Regions from separate parts of the Mus musculus genome. Here all the other regions are linked to region 3. Evidence: chromatin contacts called from public Hi-C data. All regions are on one chromosome and are shown on one strand. Each heading gives the region's core, a stretch centred on a gene start, on an enhancer-like site or on the middle of the called end of the contact. The rest is flanking DNA. Distances are from core to core; before and after follow the strand shown.

What was found. A called contact is a pair of places that touch in the nucleus more often than the background predicts.
Region 1: a contact with region 3 is called in a Hi-C map of cortical neurons, with 3 times the contacts expected there. The contact joins the enhancer-like site here to the promoter of Slco3a1 in region 3. A contact is called at or near these places in 5 of 39 promoter capture datasets (hippocampal neurons, liver, maxillary cranial neural crest and 1 more), 4 of 484 Hi-C or Micro-C datasets (cerebral cortex, cortical neurons and ventricular fibroblasts), 5 of 115 datasets of contacts at active chromatin or transcription factors (bone marrow-derived macrophages, forebrain, neural progenitor cells and 2 more) and 3 of 9 other capture datasets (adipose tissue, embryonic stem cells and macrophages).
Region 2: a contact with region 3 is called in a Hi-C map of the N1E-115 cell line, with 3 times the contacts expected there. The contact joins the enhancer-like site here to the promoter of Slco3a1 in region 3. A contact is called at or near these places in 7 of 39 promoter capture datasets (the 3T3-L1 cell line, cranial neural crest, frontonasal cranial neural crest and 4 more), 3 of 484 Hi-C or Micro-C datasets (the N1E-115 cell line, Sertoli cells and myocytes), 3 of 115 datasets of contacts at active chromatin or transcription factors (embryonic forebrain, forebrain and memory CD8 T cells) and 1 of 9 other capture datasets (pancreatic islet).
Region 4: a contact with region 3 is called in a Hi-C map of pre-megakaryocyte-erythroid progenitors, with 5 times the contacts expected there. The contact joins the enhancer-like site here to the promoter of Slco3a1 in region 3. A contact is called at or near these places in 9 of 39 promoter capture datasets (the 3T3-L1 cell line, the HPC-7 cell line, HPC-7-derived erythroid cells and 5 more), 5 of 484 Hi-C or Micro-C datasets (cortical neurons, epidermal suprabasal cells, pre-megakaryocyte-erythroid progenitors and 1 more), 14 of 115 datasets of contacts at active chromatin or transcription factors (SST interneurons, astrocytes, bone marrow-derived macrophages and 10 more) and 3 of 9 other capture datasets (adipose tissue, liver and pancreatic islet).
Region 5: a contact with region 3 is called in a Hi-C map of the N1E-115 cell line, with 3 times the contacts expected there. The contact joins the enhancer-like site here to the promoter of Slco3a1 in region 3. A contact is called at or near these places in 8 of 39 promoter capture datasets (the 3T3-L1 cell line, cranial neural crest, frontonasal cranial neural crest and 4 more), 5 of 484 Hi-C or Micro-C datasets (the N1E-115 cell line, Sertoli cells, cortical neurons and 2 more), 3 of 115 datasets of contacts at active chromatin or transcription factors (embryonic forebrain, embryonic midbrain and forebrain) and 2 of 9 other capture datasets (adipose tissue and pancreatic islet).

Annotation. Positions count from the first base shown.
Region 1 is chr7:74,996,945-74,999,644 of GRCm38.p6, reverse strand. No RefSeq gene overlaps it. Among named protein-coding and RNA genes, the nearest start is that of 4930533N22Rik, 32 kb to the left of the region's middle. Within about 2 kb of position 1,289, at least 2 of the 459 cell types and tissues checked have an H3K27ac peak or open chromatin away from gene starts, as enhancers often do. A contact at or near this core is called in cortical neurons, where this site is marked.
Region 2 is chr7:74,810,470-74,813,169 of GRCm38.p6, reverse strand. No RefSeq gene overlaps it. Among named protein-coding and RNA genes, the nearest start is that of 0610006L08Rik, 42 kb to the left of the region's middle. Within about 2 kb of position 1,364, at least 2 of the 459 cell types and tissues checked have an H3K27ac peak or open chromatin away from gene starts, as enhancers often do. A contact at or near this core is called in the N1E-115 cell line, where this site is marked.
Region 3 is chr7:74,553,513-74,556,212 of GRCm38.p6, reverse strand. Slco3a1 (solute carrier organic anion transporter family, member 3a1) reads left to right here and starts at 1,433. Exons shown (of 10, transcript NM_023908.2): 1 at 1,433-1,802. The coding sequence starts at 1,623.
Region 4 is chr7:74,927,089-74,929,788 of GRCm38.p6, reverse strand. No RefSeq gene overlaps it. Among named protein-coding and RNA genes, the nearest start is that of 0610006L08Rik, 75 kb to the right of the region's middle. Within about 2 kb of position 1,373, at least 30 of the 459 cell types and tissues checked have an H3K27ac peak or open chromatin away from gene starts, as enhancers often do. A contact at or near this core is called in the HPC-7 cell line and pre-megakaryocyte-erythroid progenitors, where this site is marked.
Region 5 is chr7:74,978,278-74,980,977 of GRCm38.p6, reverse strand. No RefSeq gene overlaps it. Among named protein-coding and RNA genes, the nearest start is that of 4930533N22Rik, 51 kb to the left of the region's middle. Within about 2 kb of position 1,342, at least 10 of the 459 cell types and tissues checked have an H3K27ac peak or open chromatin away from gene starts, as enhancers often do. A contact at or near this core is called in the N1E-115 cell line, where this site is marked.

The DNA of each region.
Region 1 (2,700 bases), core at 40-2,539, 440 kb before region 3:
TCTATGGAAAGGGCACAATATGAATATAGTCACCTCATGATACAGCACCAAAGGTCTCTTGGTGACCTAGACATTCCCAATTATTGGGGAAGAAAGGGAAGGTCTATTCTGGTCTATTCTATACAGCCTCTTCTGAACTTCCTGAAAGCATAAACAATAGTCTTATGGAAAGGAACATATAATAATAGTAATAAAAAGCCATTAGAAGTTCAATTAAATGCTGCATGACTCTCACTAAAGTTAGTCTGGTTACTTACCACTCCAGTGTGTGGTGTTAACATTAAAAACCATTTCCCCTGTTACTCATGAACTCCTTGCAGCTGTGATCACTTGCTCATGATTGGCCCAGGCATCACTTCATCAAGTATGAGAGAGGGATATGGGGCCTCAGCCTTCACTGACAGAGGGAATGGAGAATAGGGTGAAAATGCCAAACCCCCTAAATGTGGTGCTACCATGTGCAGTGTGTATGTGGCATAACATTAAGGTCCTTCTGATGGAGAAACCCCAAGCTTCATTCCCAATAGACTGGAGTTCCTATTGACCTCCACTCTGCCAGATTGCTGTAGACTTGTATCCCTTCACTCAAATCTCCTCATCTCCCCTTTCTTGTAGCTCTTAACAACCTCTACTTCTATGACTGACTTTAATGTGGATCCTACACATGAGTGAGGCTGGGAACTACTTGTCTTTCTCTTGCCAGCCTCATTCATGATGTTGTGGATGACAAGATAGGGTTTTAGGGTTATCATTGCTGTTATAAAACACCATGGCCAAAAGCAAGTTGGGGAAAAAGGGGGTTATCTTGCTCACAGTTCCAAATATCAGTTTATTTTCAAAACTGGTGAGGACAGGACCTCAAACAGGGCAGGAATCTGGAAGCGAGAGCTGATGCAGAAGCCATGGAGGGCACTGTTTACTGGCTTGCTCTCCATGCTTGCACAGTCTGTTCTCATGTAGAAGCAGGACCATCAATTCAGGGATGCTGGTACTCACAATGGACAGTGGGGCCCTCTCCCAGGAATCACTAATTAAGAATGTCCTACAGGCTTGCTTACATCCTGTTCCTATGGAGACATCTCAGTTGAGACTCCCTCCTCTCTGATGACTCTAGATTGTATCAACTAGACATAAAATTAGCCAGTAAACAGGACTTTTTCTTTTTTAAGGCAGAACATTGGATATATTTCACACTTCCTCATCCATTCACCCAGCCAGGAACACTTAGCCCGTTTGGATATTTTGGGTGTGCAGTGAGTGCTGAAGTAGACATGGAAGTGCAGCTGTCTTAGAAACATTGGCTTTGTTTCTTTAGACATGCTTCCAGAATAGGCAAGCTGGATCCTATGGTAGTTCTAGTTCTAGCTTTTTGAGCAATGCCTTTACTATTTCTGTAATTCCTGTGGTAATTTACATCCAACAGTGTATAACTTACCTTTTGACTGACCCCCCCTCCAACCTTTGTTCACATTTATCATCTTTTGTCTTTTGAGGATGGCTGCTCTCACAGGAGTGAAGTAGATCTCATTATTATGTGGATGGGCATTTCCGTGAAGATACATCATGTTTAATGCTTTCCACACACCCATTGGCTATTCGTGTGCTTCCTTCTGATAAAAGTCTATTCATCTCTTTCTCTCATTTTCAAATTTGGTTGCTTTCCTGCTGCTGTGTGCTTTTTAAAACCTGTGTCTTTGAGAGCCATAGCCAAAACCTTTGTCAAGACCAAAATAAAGATGCATGGAGCTGGAGAGATGGCTCAGCAGTTAAGAGCTATTGTCACTCTTGCAGAGGACTCAGGTTTGGTTCCCAGGAGTCACATAGTGTCTCACAAATGTCTGAAACTCTAGATCTAGGGTATTAATGTCCTCTCTGTCCTCCACTGGCTCCTACATGCATATGGTGCATAGACATACACTTAGGTACAGAGGCACATATACATAAAACAGATATATGTTTAAAAAAATAAGTACTTTACAATATGCAAATAAGGTTTTACTTTGTATTTTCTAATAGTCCTATAATTTCATGTCATAACTTTAAGCCTTAAATCTATTCTGTTTTACATTTATATTTTTGTGAGGAAATGGTATGTTTCCAATTAACTGTATGTGTCTATGCAGTTTTCTTCACAGAATTTATTGATGAAAGTGTTCTTTGAACAGTTCTAGAACCTGCAGTGAAGGTCAAGTGACTACTGTAACACTCAGCTTCTTGTGTGTGTGTAAATGGGTATTGGGTGTATGTGAATATGGGTGTGTGTGTGAGTGGATATAATTGGTGTTCACATGGTATGGGTGTTTGTGTGAGTGGGTATATGAATGTATGTGTCTCTCTGTGTGAGTGGGTATATGAGTATACATGTGTATGGATGTTTGTGTGTGTGTATGGATGTAAGTATCTATGGGTGTGTGTATGTGTATGTGAGTGGTTATATGGGTGTATATGTGTGTGAATGTGTGTGAGTGGGTATGTGTGTGTATGTGTATGTGAGTGGGTAATGGATATATGTGTGTGTCACTCTCTTGGTGTTTGTGTGTAATATATGTGCGTGTCTACACACATATTTTCTAGTAAATTTATATACATCTTAAATTGCATGTTTTCAAATTGCACATGATTAGACATTATGATAATCATTTTATAAATGAATAAAATGAGACCAAGAAAAAAGCAATAAATTGCCTACGGTCAGATGGC
Region 2 (2,700 bases), core at 115-2,614, 260 kb before region 3:
ACACAGGGGATGGGGGGAGGTTGGTGGGGCAGGGGGGTTGGTGAGATGTAGCCTGTTTATTTTTAAGTTTCTGAGATGAACAGATCAGTCATGCCATGTGGTTCTCAGGCTGCTGCTCTCTTTCATCTTTCCCCTCTGGAATCTTAGGTCTGGGCTCCATCAGCATTTCACATCCTGGTCCAGTAAGACTGTTTAAATTTTCCCAGTTTACATTTGCAGTCACTGGTTTTCAGTTGCAGAGAACTGATTGCTCTATTTCAATACAAATATCTGAAGGTTCAATATATGAAGGGCTGTTGAATCATAGGCAAGGCTGAAAACAGGTCAAAACCAGATCAAATGGCTATTTTTCTTAGCACCCATACCTATCCTTCTTTCCTTTCTTGATTCACTGTTCCCATTCCTAAGATTATGTCTCAGGTAAGGCAGGTAGGTCAAGGTCCAGGATCTCGGGTTGAACAGCAGCACTCTCAAGCAGTGCGGGATGCAGCTTCATATGGTCCAGTGACATGTAGAAATAGAGAAAGTATTTGCTGCCAGAACCCCATGAAGGAGAAACAGTGGGATGGCCATGATTGAGCTCTTCCTTTTGGAGAGGGATAATGAGGGCATCCATCAGTCACTGTTCCACAGCAATTATGAAGTCCTGCTGGGCAGGATTAGGAAGGCCCCCTGCTCTGCTAGAGCAGTTTGCTCATCTCAAAGTTCTGTGCCCCAGGAGGTTTCTTCCCCACTGGCTGCAACTGGCTTTCTTTTTCATAGGATGCCATTAACAGTGAGCAGGCAACACTTGGCAGAAAGCTACAATTTCCCCACATTTCTTCATCCAGGACAGCTCCTTGCAGTCTGCCTTACACAGTCTGTGAGATGTCAACTTTGCCTCTGCATTACAGATGTCAGTTGTTGCTCACATGGTAACAGGTGGCTCCTTACTGTCTCCATCCTCCACAGACAGGTTAGAAATGTGTATGAGACAATGCAAAAATGTGAAAAGACCCAAGTCAGGTTCATCATGAAACCTAGCAAATTGAAGTAAATATAATAAAATAAAATAAGTTTGCAGAATGGAAAAATGAAAAAAAAAAAACCAAATATAGACATAATGTGATTTAAACCCCAGCCCTAAGAGTTTAGTATGATTCTTTGAAATCTAAATGTGTACCCTTCTGAATAAATATATAAGAACTGGCCAAAAGAAGTTATATGAAAAGCGGTAACTTATTACACAGAAACTTGAACATGAATCTGTATAGTGGCATTATTCCTAATATCCAAAGGGAAAAATAATTTAAATATCTAGCAGTAAAAAAAAATGAAGGGACAAAATGGGGCATATTCATATGAGGGAATAAGTTCTAATAAATCCTGTAGCTTCAGTATCAAAATTATCACACACCACGCACACACACACACACACACACACACACAAATAAAACACAAGTCTTTAGTAACAGCAGCAGGTAGAGTGGGAAGAGTAGATGCTCTCAGTCATTGTCTTTTAATGTTTATCTTCATGTCACATTTTATTAAGGCTTCAAGCAATTCCTATACTGAAATATGTGTCCCGTCTATAATTTTTCCATATAATTGGAATTAACTTACTTGCTGCAGTGCTGTGGGTCTAATTCAGGACTTATTAGGCCTCACTGCTCTATGACCGAGCTTCAATTGCAGCCCTTCTATGTTCTGACTCATCTCAGAGTTAATCGAATTTAGTCTGTTTCATAAGAAAATTGAGGACCCAGAAGCAGTGAATTTTCATTTACTCATATAGGAGCTACTTATCTTGATACAGTGAACAAACGCATGGCAATAGGTAACCCACAGTTTGAAAGGGTTCAATCTACTGCTGGTTTAAGTCATGGCAGTGCCAGCATGTGGCAGAGAGTCCTTGCACCTCAGCAGACCAAGAAGTAAAACAGATCGGAAACCTAGCCTGTCTACAAAATACACAAGTCTCACCCTAATGACTTATTTCCTAAAGAAGACTCTACTGCTTAAAGATTCTATAACATTCCGCACCAGCCTGGCCAACTGGAGAGAAGCACTCAAACAGAAGTACACACAGGGGACATTTCATGTTCTGTGACAACTTGCTGATTTCTGTGCTAACTGGAAGATCACAGTCTCCATTCCTCCACTCTCCCTGGCTTCATTCTTCCATTCTTCCACTTCTCCCTCCCACTAGCACCCTGCCCCCATCCTCATAGCCCTCCAGTCCCTTCATTGCACTCTTAACCACACAGCCCCTTTCCGCAGTTTCTCCTTCCCAGTGAATCCTTTCTCTGTCTTTGTAACCATTAGAGACATCTTGGACTAAGAAAAAAGAAAAATCTGAAGACATTGATTTTCAAATATAAAATGTCTCTGAAAACACTACACATCCACACAACATACCCAGACAGCTCAGTGAGCTGACTATCTGTTTTGGGGTCAGACAGCACAGGCCTTCAGTCCATCTCGGCCTCAGAGACAGGCAGACAGTCGCTGTTTCCTTCATGTCTTCTCTAAATCAATGGGGTGCAGAATCATGAGGGCAACTTGAATGTGCTCACTTAATGAGACAAGATATTTCCACCTGGTTAGCTTTTTGGTTTATTTATTTATTCATTCCTTTGTTTATTTCTCTTGGAAGTTCCACTATTTCAAAGGCTATCTTAACACTTTTCCTTCTTATGAATTATTATTAAGAAGGTCTTC
Region 3 (2,700 bases), core at 184-2,683:
TAGGCCGAAGGTACCCCAGACAAGGGGAGGCACATTGAAAACCACACCAAGACTAGGTGAGGTCATGTCTGGAAGACAGATGGATGAAGCAATTTATATTTAAATGGTAAGGCAAACAACACACCCCCACTGTGCCACCGTCTATTCTTACTCAATTTCTCTGGAAGAAAGTAGAAATTATGGCCGGTGCTAATTGCTATGCACTATTGAATGTAAGCCTTGGCATTGGGATATAGGCCCTTGGGAAAGCAAGGAAAAGTTCTCCAAATAGGCTTTGGCTTCTCCATCACTAACGTGGACAACAATGCTAGGTATTTTCTGTTCGTATCCACTTTTCTCTTAGCTTCCAAACGCTGCTGCCTGAATCAGTACATCCTATCAGAGGCGCCTTGTGGACCAAAATCCTAGGGAATGCTGGGGAGCAAGGGGCGGAGGACTGATGACAATTGGCTCTGCTGCATGCTGACCTTCAGGCCAAGCCAGGGAGGGCCACAATAGTCAGGAGAGGGGTGGGGACACAGCAGGCTTGTGGCTCATCCCTTCCTGAACTCCAACCGCAGGCCGCTGGAGAACTAAACAAGGCCCTCTGCTGGGGTCCTTGTGATCTGCAGTTGCCTGTACTTGGAGGCTGGGGGAAGATGTGAGACTCCCTGAAGCTCTAACTTCCCTTCTCAGAGGTTCTGTTTCTTTCTCCCATTTTCGGGGAATGGGCGGTTTAGATATGTCCAGTAGCCACTGAATGCAGGAGCAGAGGCTGGCAAACCAAAGGAGCCAATGGCAGCTCCTATCTCGGCATCTTCCAGAGCCCCAGAGCACAACGTCTGTCCTTAGAAATCCCTAAACCAAGCCGAATACAGCTCCTGCGATACTCTCTTTATGAAAATTGCTTCTTCTCTCCGGCCTTAGCAGTCCGGTACCCGCACTAGAAGTAGGGTGCCTGGATACTCCCATCTCTGCACCTCATTGCTAGTCCTAGTACCACCCAGTTTCCGCCTTGGTGCCCTGGGCCCCACAATGCCTCCTAGTGGCCGGGTAGCACCTTCCTCGCTCAGCCTCCTACCCCACCAGGACTCCTGGATTTTGCAGTTTCGCTGGGTAGTTAGACCCCGCCGGCCTTGACCATCAGCAAGCCCTTAGTGCCCCAAGCAGGTCCCCTCGTGCCTCCCAGGGACGCACCCGCAGCCAGTAGCGGCGCAGCCCGGGGCTCAAGGCGGCGATCAGGCCCCGGCCCGGGCTTGGGGCGCTAGGGGTGAAGGCAAGCGAAGCCGGCGGGCCAGGGGAAGCCGGTGAAGGCAACGGCGAGAGTCCGAGAGAGGCTAGGCGGCGGCAGCAGCGGGCGACGCGAGGAGTCCCTGTGATTGGCACAGCCCGAGCCGGAGGAGGCGGCGAAGGGAGGGCGGAGGAGGAGGAGGAGGAGAAGGAGGAGGAGGAGGAAGGGAGCTAGCGCGGCGGCAGCGAGGAGCGGAGCCTTCAACCTCTCTAGCCGCGGCAGGACGGGGGCGGCCGCCGCGGGCCCGGGGCGGGGACAGTACGCAGCCTCGCGGCACGCACCCCCGCCCGGCAACGGCCACGACACCCGGGGCGAGCGGGAAAGCGGCGGCGGCGGCGGCGGCGGGGGAAGGATGCAGGGAAAGAAGCCGGGCGGCTCGTCGGGCGGCGGCCGGAGCGGCGAGCTGCAGGGGGACGAGGCGCAGAGGAACAAGAAGAAGAAAAAGAAGGTGTCCTGCTTCTCCAACATCAAGATCTTCCTGGTGTCTGAGTGCGCCTTGATGCTGGCGCAGGGTACGGTGGGCGCCTACCTGGTGAGTCCGGGTGCCAACTCTGCGGCGGACCCCCTTCCCTGCCGGCGCTTCTCGGGCTTGCCGCCTGGCACCGGGAAGGGGCCTCGCCGGCTCCGGGGGCAGGCGGGCATGACCTCGGCCCGGCACGGAGGTTGGCGACTGGTGCAGAGGCGGCCGCCGGGGGAGCTGCCGGCCGGAGCTCGGAGCGGGCGGGACCGTGGATGCCGGCAGCTCGCGCGCCGGGCAGGGGCTAGGGAAGGGGTGCCTGAAAGGAGATGCCGCAGGCAGGTGGGCATGAAACTGTTTCTTCTCCCCTCTTGAAAACGGAGCCATATGGCGAGTTCAGGGAGCCTCCTCAGAGACTGGAAGGCATCGCGGTTCAGGTGACCTGCACATGGGAGGAAAAGCCAGTTAGCATCCTGCGTCCTCTACTCTCCGTTTCATCCGCCCGGTGAACGAATCATTATGCATCTTTTTTCCCCCTGGCTCTTTCTCCATCCACCAATTGCTGGGGGAATTTAAAAGGCGCCCGAGTGTGGCCCTGAGCTCAGCGGTAACTGCAGGGGGACTAGTCCCACCCAGATCCCAATAGCCATCTTTCTGTGGAGGGATAAAGTTATAGTACCTGGAGAGCAGCTGCGAGTTTCTGTAGTTCTACCTTAATTCCCCATCATGGTCGCTCGCCCACACGGGGAGTGGATCATCTGTACAATATGTATTTGCTTTATTTGTCTCCAGAAAGGGATTATTGATGCCCAAAGGCCCATGGACACCTACTATGCCCAGGGAATCCACTTGTAAGGATTACCAAGTACCTACTTTGTCGCTTTCTTCTGTCTTGCTCAGGTGGTCCGCACTTGAGTTTCAGACAGTGCACTTCCAGACCTATTCTGTCTACCCAGGAAAAGATGTCTTCGAG
Region 4 (2,700 bases), core at 124-2,623, 370 kb before region 3:
GTAAGAGAGAAGGAGTGGACAGTTTCTCTTGATGCTTGTATACGCTTGTGTACACTTAGTGCACACTTTAGCATCCAGGCTGCCTTCATTCAGGATGGATGATGCTGAGGGGAGGAGAGAGAGAGAGTAACCACTGGGTCAGCAGGACTTCAACATCTGTTCTACGAATTCTATGTGACGGTTATCGATGCATTCAATAGGAAACATGTTGTGGAGTGTGTTTAATTTATCTCTCCAAAACCAGAGCCACAGCCTATGTTTTAAAGACACTTTGTAATTATAAAAGCAACGTCCATTTATTGTAGTGAGCACAGAATAGGCACATTAGAAAATAAAAATAACCCATCACAGTAAGCTTTCATCTAGTGTCTGTTGATTTGTATTTAAACAGACTCATACTGAACCGGGCAGACAGCTTTGCACTGGCGGTTTTTCCTCACCACTTAATGTGTCATGGCTCTATTTCCATGACAATACACATCCCTCTCCACAATCATGGTTTAAAATTGCGCACTGAACATTCCTTCACAGGCTGCATTATTTCTCTCTCTCTTTTTGTGTGTCATGTTTCTCATAATTAAGCATTCAGGATGAACAGCTTTTCTGTTGGTTGCTGCAAGTTGGGAAGTAGGTAGAGAGAGCAATCACACGCTCTTAAAACCTTGATCATCCAACAAAATAAAATAAAACAAAAACTACGCTATTTTATATGCCTACTTCCACCTCCACCTCCTCTGCTATTTGGCAAAATGTATACTCTAGAAAAAAGGACGGCAGTTTACAGTGGAATGACTGGGATTCTTAAAACTGATTAAGAGGGAGCCTTCACACACACACACACACACACACACACACACACACACACACACACACACACACTCGTATTTTGCATTAAAGCACAGAGAACTCCATCTGGGGTTTGATGCCTGAAAGAGGAGCAGAATGTGTTGTGTTTTTAAGAACGAGGCCACTGTCATTATTTTTATGTGTCTCTTTGCCTCAGTTCTTGCCACACATGATAAAGATTCCACTGCATCTGCACAATAGAGATAAGACACCAGGGGAAGTGCTTGCAGATAGCTGTGGTTAGAAGGGAAAAAAGGAAAAGCCACAAAGAACACTTTAACTAAGTCTTCCTTTCACTCTTATTAAAATTCGGTGAAGATTACCATGGAATTTGTACTCTCTCTTAGGCACAAATCATAACAATTTCATAAGGCTACCCCAGGCTGCCTGAAGTATAGTTTATTATTTCTCCATGACTTGATAAATTAGAAAATGTATTTGAAAACCTTTAATCTACTCTCAGAATGCTCAAAGTCATGGGTGCCTGTTTTGTTGACACTATTAGAGAACTCACTGGAAGTCACTTAAAATAATTTTGCAAGTAAGGGTAAGAAAATCCACACGTGTATGTCTGTGTGGACAGTTGTCACTTTTTGTCTATGAGAGATTCGTTGTAGGATCCCGGCAATTAGAATATGAAAACTGACAGATTTTTTTAATAACCTGTGCTATTTCCTGCATAATATGTGTATATAATATAGATATACAGGTGTGTTAGAATATTTTCTATTTTTTATGCATAGTTGGTTGAGTCTATGGATGCAAGTCTGGCAATGGTTTTCCCCACCTTTCCCCTTCTTTGTATTTATGTGTTTGCACACAAAAAATTACTTCATATATAATATTCTATCAGAAGAAAACTTGAAACTTTTTAAAGAATTCAAGGGCTCATCAAGAATGCCATGAATATATTATAGATTATCTATCTATGTTATGATGCAAATAAACAGAAAAAAATTACAGAATTTTAAGTGCATGTTGAGGGTGTTGCGTATACATATAAAACTCTGTAAAAGCTAAGTCAGTGCAGAACCTGGCTTCTACAAGTAAACAGATCTGGGATTGGGGTCTGGTAAGTAGTATTGAAAGATCACTGTGATGACTAGTAGTTCTTACTTTTTAAGGGATACTTTGTATTACACTCTTAGCAAACACTCTCTATTTTTGTCTTTATCAATGTTAGATTAGTTTTATCGTCTTCTCAGGTAAACACAAAGGTGCAGAACTGTGAAAGAAGATGCCTGTGGTCCCTCAGTTGTTAAATTCTGAGTTCAAGACTTGAACCAGTTTCTCTGATGTCAAGGCTCTTTTTTTTTTTTTTTTCCTTATTGAGTTCCCTCTCTTAGACCCCAGATACCCTAACTGCCTGCATTCAGCAGTTCTCACATTCATTCTTGGTTTTTAGATTCCAACCAGGTTCTCACTTCCTTGGGAGATGCATCATTTAAAAATATTTTCAAAAGAGGTGTGGCCTGAATTATTTTTCCTTTTGCTATGGAAATTGAGACAGTCTGAAACAACTCCACACAGGTGGTTGGGGCTAAAAAAAAAGTGCTTTTGGATGAAAAATATACTTCATCTTTACGTCTCTTCTACACTGCAGGGAGAATGTTTGAACCACAGCCCTGGATTCCTTTGCTTGTTCCAAGAATGATGCTAAGCCTTGCAGCTCCCCCGCCCCCACCCTATCAACACTCAGGTGAGAGTTTTTGGGGACTAAACACAGATTGTCCTTTGGAAAACAATAATAACAATGAAGAATAGGGACAGCCTAAAGAGACTTGCATGAGCACAAGACAAGAGCATGCTATGAGAGGAGTGAGGGATACTGGAGCCTTTGGATAAAGGGACAAA
Region 5 (2,700 bases), core at 93-2,592, 420 kb before region 3:
AACAGTGCATTCCTCATCCTCATCAGATAATCATTTTCTTGTATTACATGACAATCAGCATAGAGAACACAATTGGTCAATTGCAGAAAATAGCAGACTGTAGCTAGAACATCTCTATCACATCCCCTACTCTCAAAGCCAGAAATCATCACAGAAGAGAGAATGGAAAGATTGCAAGAGCCAAAGGTGGCAGATGACTATAAAGGAAATGGACACAAACAGGGTAGTTGTGCATATGAACTCAAAGTGGTTGTGATAGCTTGTATCAGACAAAGTCTCAGAATGGAGTAGGAAAGGGAGCAGAAAATACAACCTCTAGCTGAAGAACCACTGGCAATTGATAGCTGCTGGGAGAGGGAGTTATTCTTTAAGAATGTGACCCCCCAGTGGTTTGATTATGTTCTAGGGGATGGCCCTATGCTCAATAATATTTGGGTAGCATAAATTGAATTTGATGATAGGTTTAAAAAATAGCTCCTTCCCCCTGAACAATGGGCAAAGTGGCATCTTGTTGGTGGTCTTATATCAGTTATGGTTAGAGCAGATGAAAGTTCTTTTTTCATCCTAGCTTGATATCTGGTTTCATGGCTGAAGCTGTTTTATGTCCATTACACATCAAATCAAATCAAACCAAACCAAATCCAGGTAGCACAGTGAGAGAGAAGGAAGACAGGCAGAGAGATGCAGACCACCATGCCATGCACAGACCTGCCCTCAGGTACACACAGGTGGACCATAGACACCTGTTTGGTGTGATGCCACACAGCGCTGGCTGAAGATGTCACCCAGGGGCCTGCCATCTGCATGGCCAGCCTGCAGTGGGATCCACCACAATGTGCAAGTATGGGGTGGACAGAAGGGAGACAAAGAGAAGTGTAAGTTTGAGAATTATGAAGAGGGATGGAACCGGAGACTTGAGGATGGAGAGGGGGAGCCTGTTGTAAGTGGCCAGCCCTTACTCCTGGGGCAATGTTGATGTTCCAGTCTAGCTACCACTGAGGGCCATGTCTGTGGCTTATATTATCACTAGAGAACATGGGAATGTCCCTGGCTAGAGCAGCCACCTGAGACCACAAGGACGTTCAAGAGCTGTGAAGAACTGGCCCTGCCTCTCACTGGCTTTGGTGCTTTGGAAAGCTGTCCCCATCCTTTACTGATGACAGCACTCAGGAGAGTGGGAATTCAGGAGAACTGGCCCTGTACTTCACCCAGGACAGCACAGTAGAGCTGACCCTGGTGGTAGGGGTGGGGGTGAGCTGCCCTAAAGGCATGAGTGCAGATGAGCTGACTCTGGCAGTTGGGAAAGCTGCCCAGTGTCATCATCACAGGAGAGCTAACCACACCCCTCACCAGCTGCAGCACTTGGAGCAGACACTGCACCTCGCCTGGACAGCACAGCTGACCCTGGTAGAGAAGGGGCACAGATGAAACGGCAAGAGCACCAGAGAGCTGTCTCCACTACTCCTCTGCCAGGAGGTGGTATGGGTTTGGGGGTGATGACCTCCCCAGCTCATCCCTCACCATCTGGAGCAGTTGGAGAGCTGGCCTTGGGGTCATGAGAGTAAGTGAGCTGTTCCCATCACTCACTGGCTACAGCAGTCACCAGAGTATAAACTCTGCACCTCACTTGGATAGAACAGAGATGGCCCTGGTGGAGGGGCACAGGTGATCTAGCTCCAAGTGCTAGAGCATGGGAGAGCTGGCCCTGTCCCTCATCTGCTTTGACGTGATGTGGGTGCAGGGGTGATGCACTCTTCCTTCTCTCTCGCCACCTGTAGTAGTTGGGAGAATTAGCCTGTAGGGTATGAGAGCTAGCCATACCCCCTCACCGGCTGTAGCACTTGGGAGAGCGGGCCCTGCACCTTGATTGGGCAACACAGTGAAACAGGCCCTGGAGACTAAAGCATGAGTGAACCAGGCCTGAGGATATGAGAGGAAGAAGGCTGGCCCAGACCCTTACAGGTTGCAGCACTTGGGAAAATGGGCCTCACACCCTGGCTGGCAGCCCCAGTGGAGCTGGCTCTGGAGGCATGGGTGTGAGGGGAGCTGGCCCCAAAGGCATGAGAGCAGGAGAGCTGACCCTGCCTTCTGCTGATGGTAGCATTGGGTGGCCTAACTAGAGTAGTGCTGGAGAGCTTGCTCCGTTAGTGTGGTTAAAGGACAGTGGGTGCACTGACCTGCTCAGCTACCACCCAGGCCCAGATCCAGGGCTTTGAGTTGACCCACACCCAAATCTGTTATCACTTGAGAATGATTGGGGTATGTGAAGGGCCAGTCCAAAGCTGGAGGATCTCCATAGCACAGGACAACCACAGAATAATTGGCAGGAGGTACAGTAAGAATCCAGTATTGAAGGTGTCATAGGGGCCAGAGACTTTAACTAGACCTAGGTAAATGACTCATTGCAATGAATCTTTGCAAGTGAAGGCATGTGGACAAAAGGATATACTGTGAGACACACTGACATCCTAGAGATTCCACAATGGGATGTTTTGCTTTTGTTGTTGTTGTTGTTGTTGTTGTTGTTGTTGTTTTGGTGGTGGTGGTGGTGGTGGTGTGTGTGTGTGTATTTTGGAGGAGAAAGTTGCAAGAGCAAAGTGTGGATATGAGAGAGATGAGCAGGACTAGGTTGCATAATGTGAAACTCACAAAGAATCAATACAAAATTAAAAAAATAACAACAAAAGGATATGATGTTAA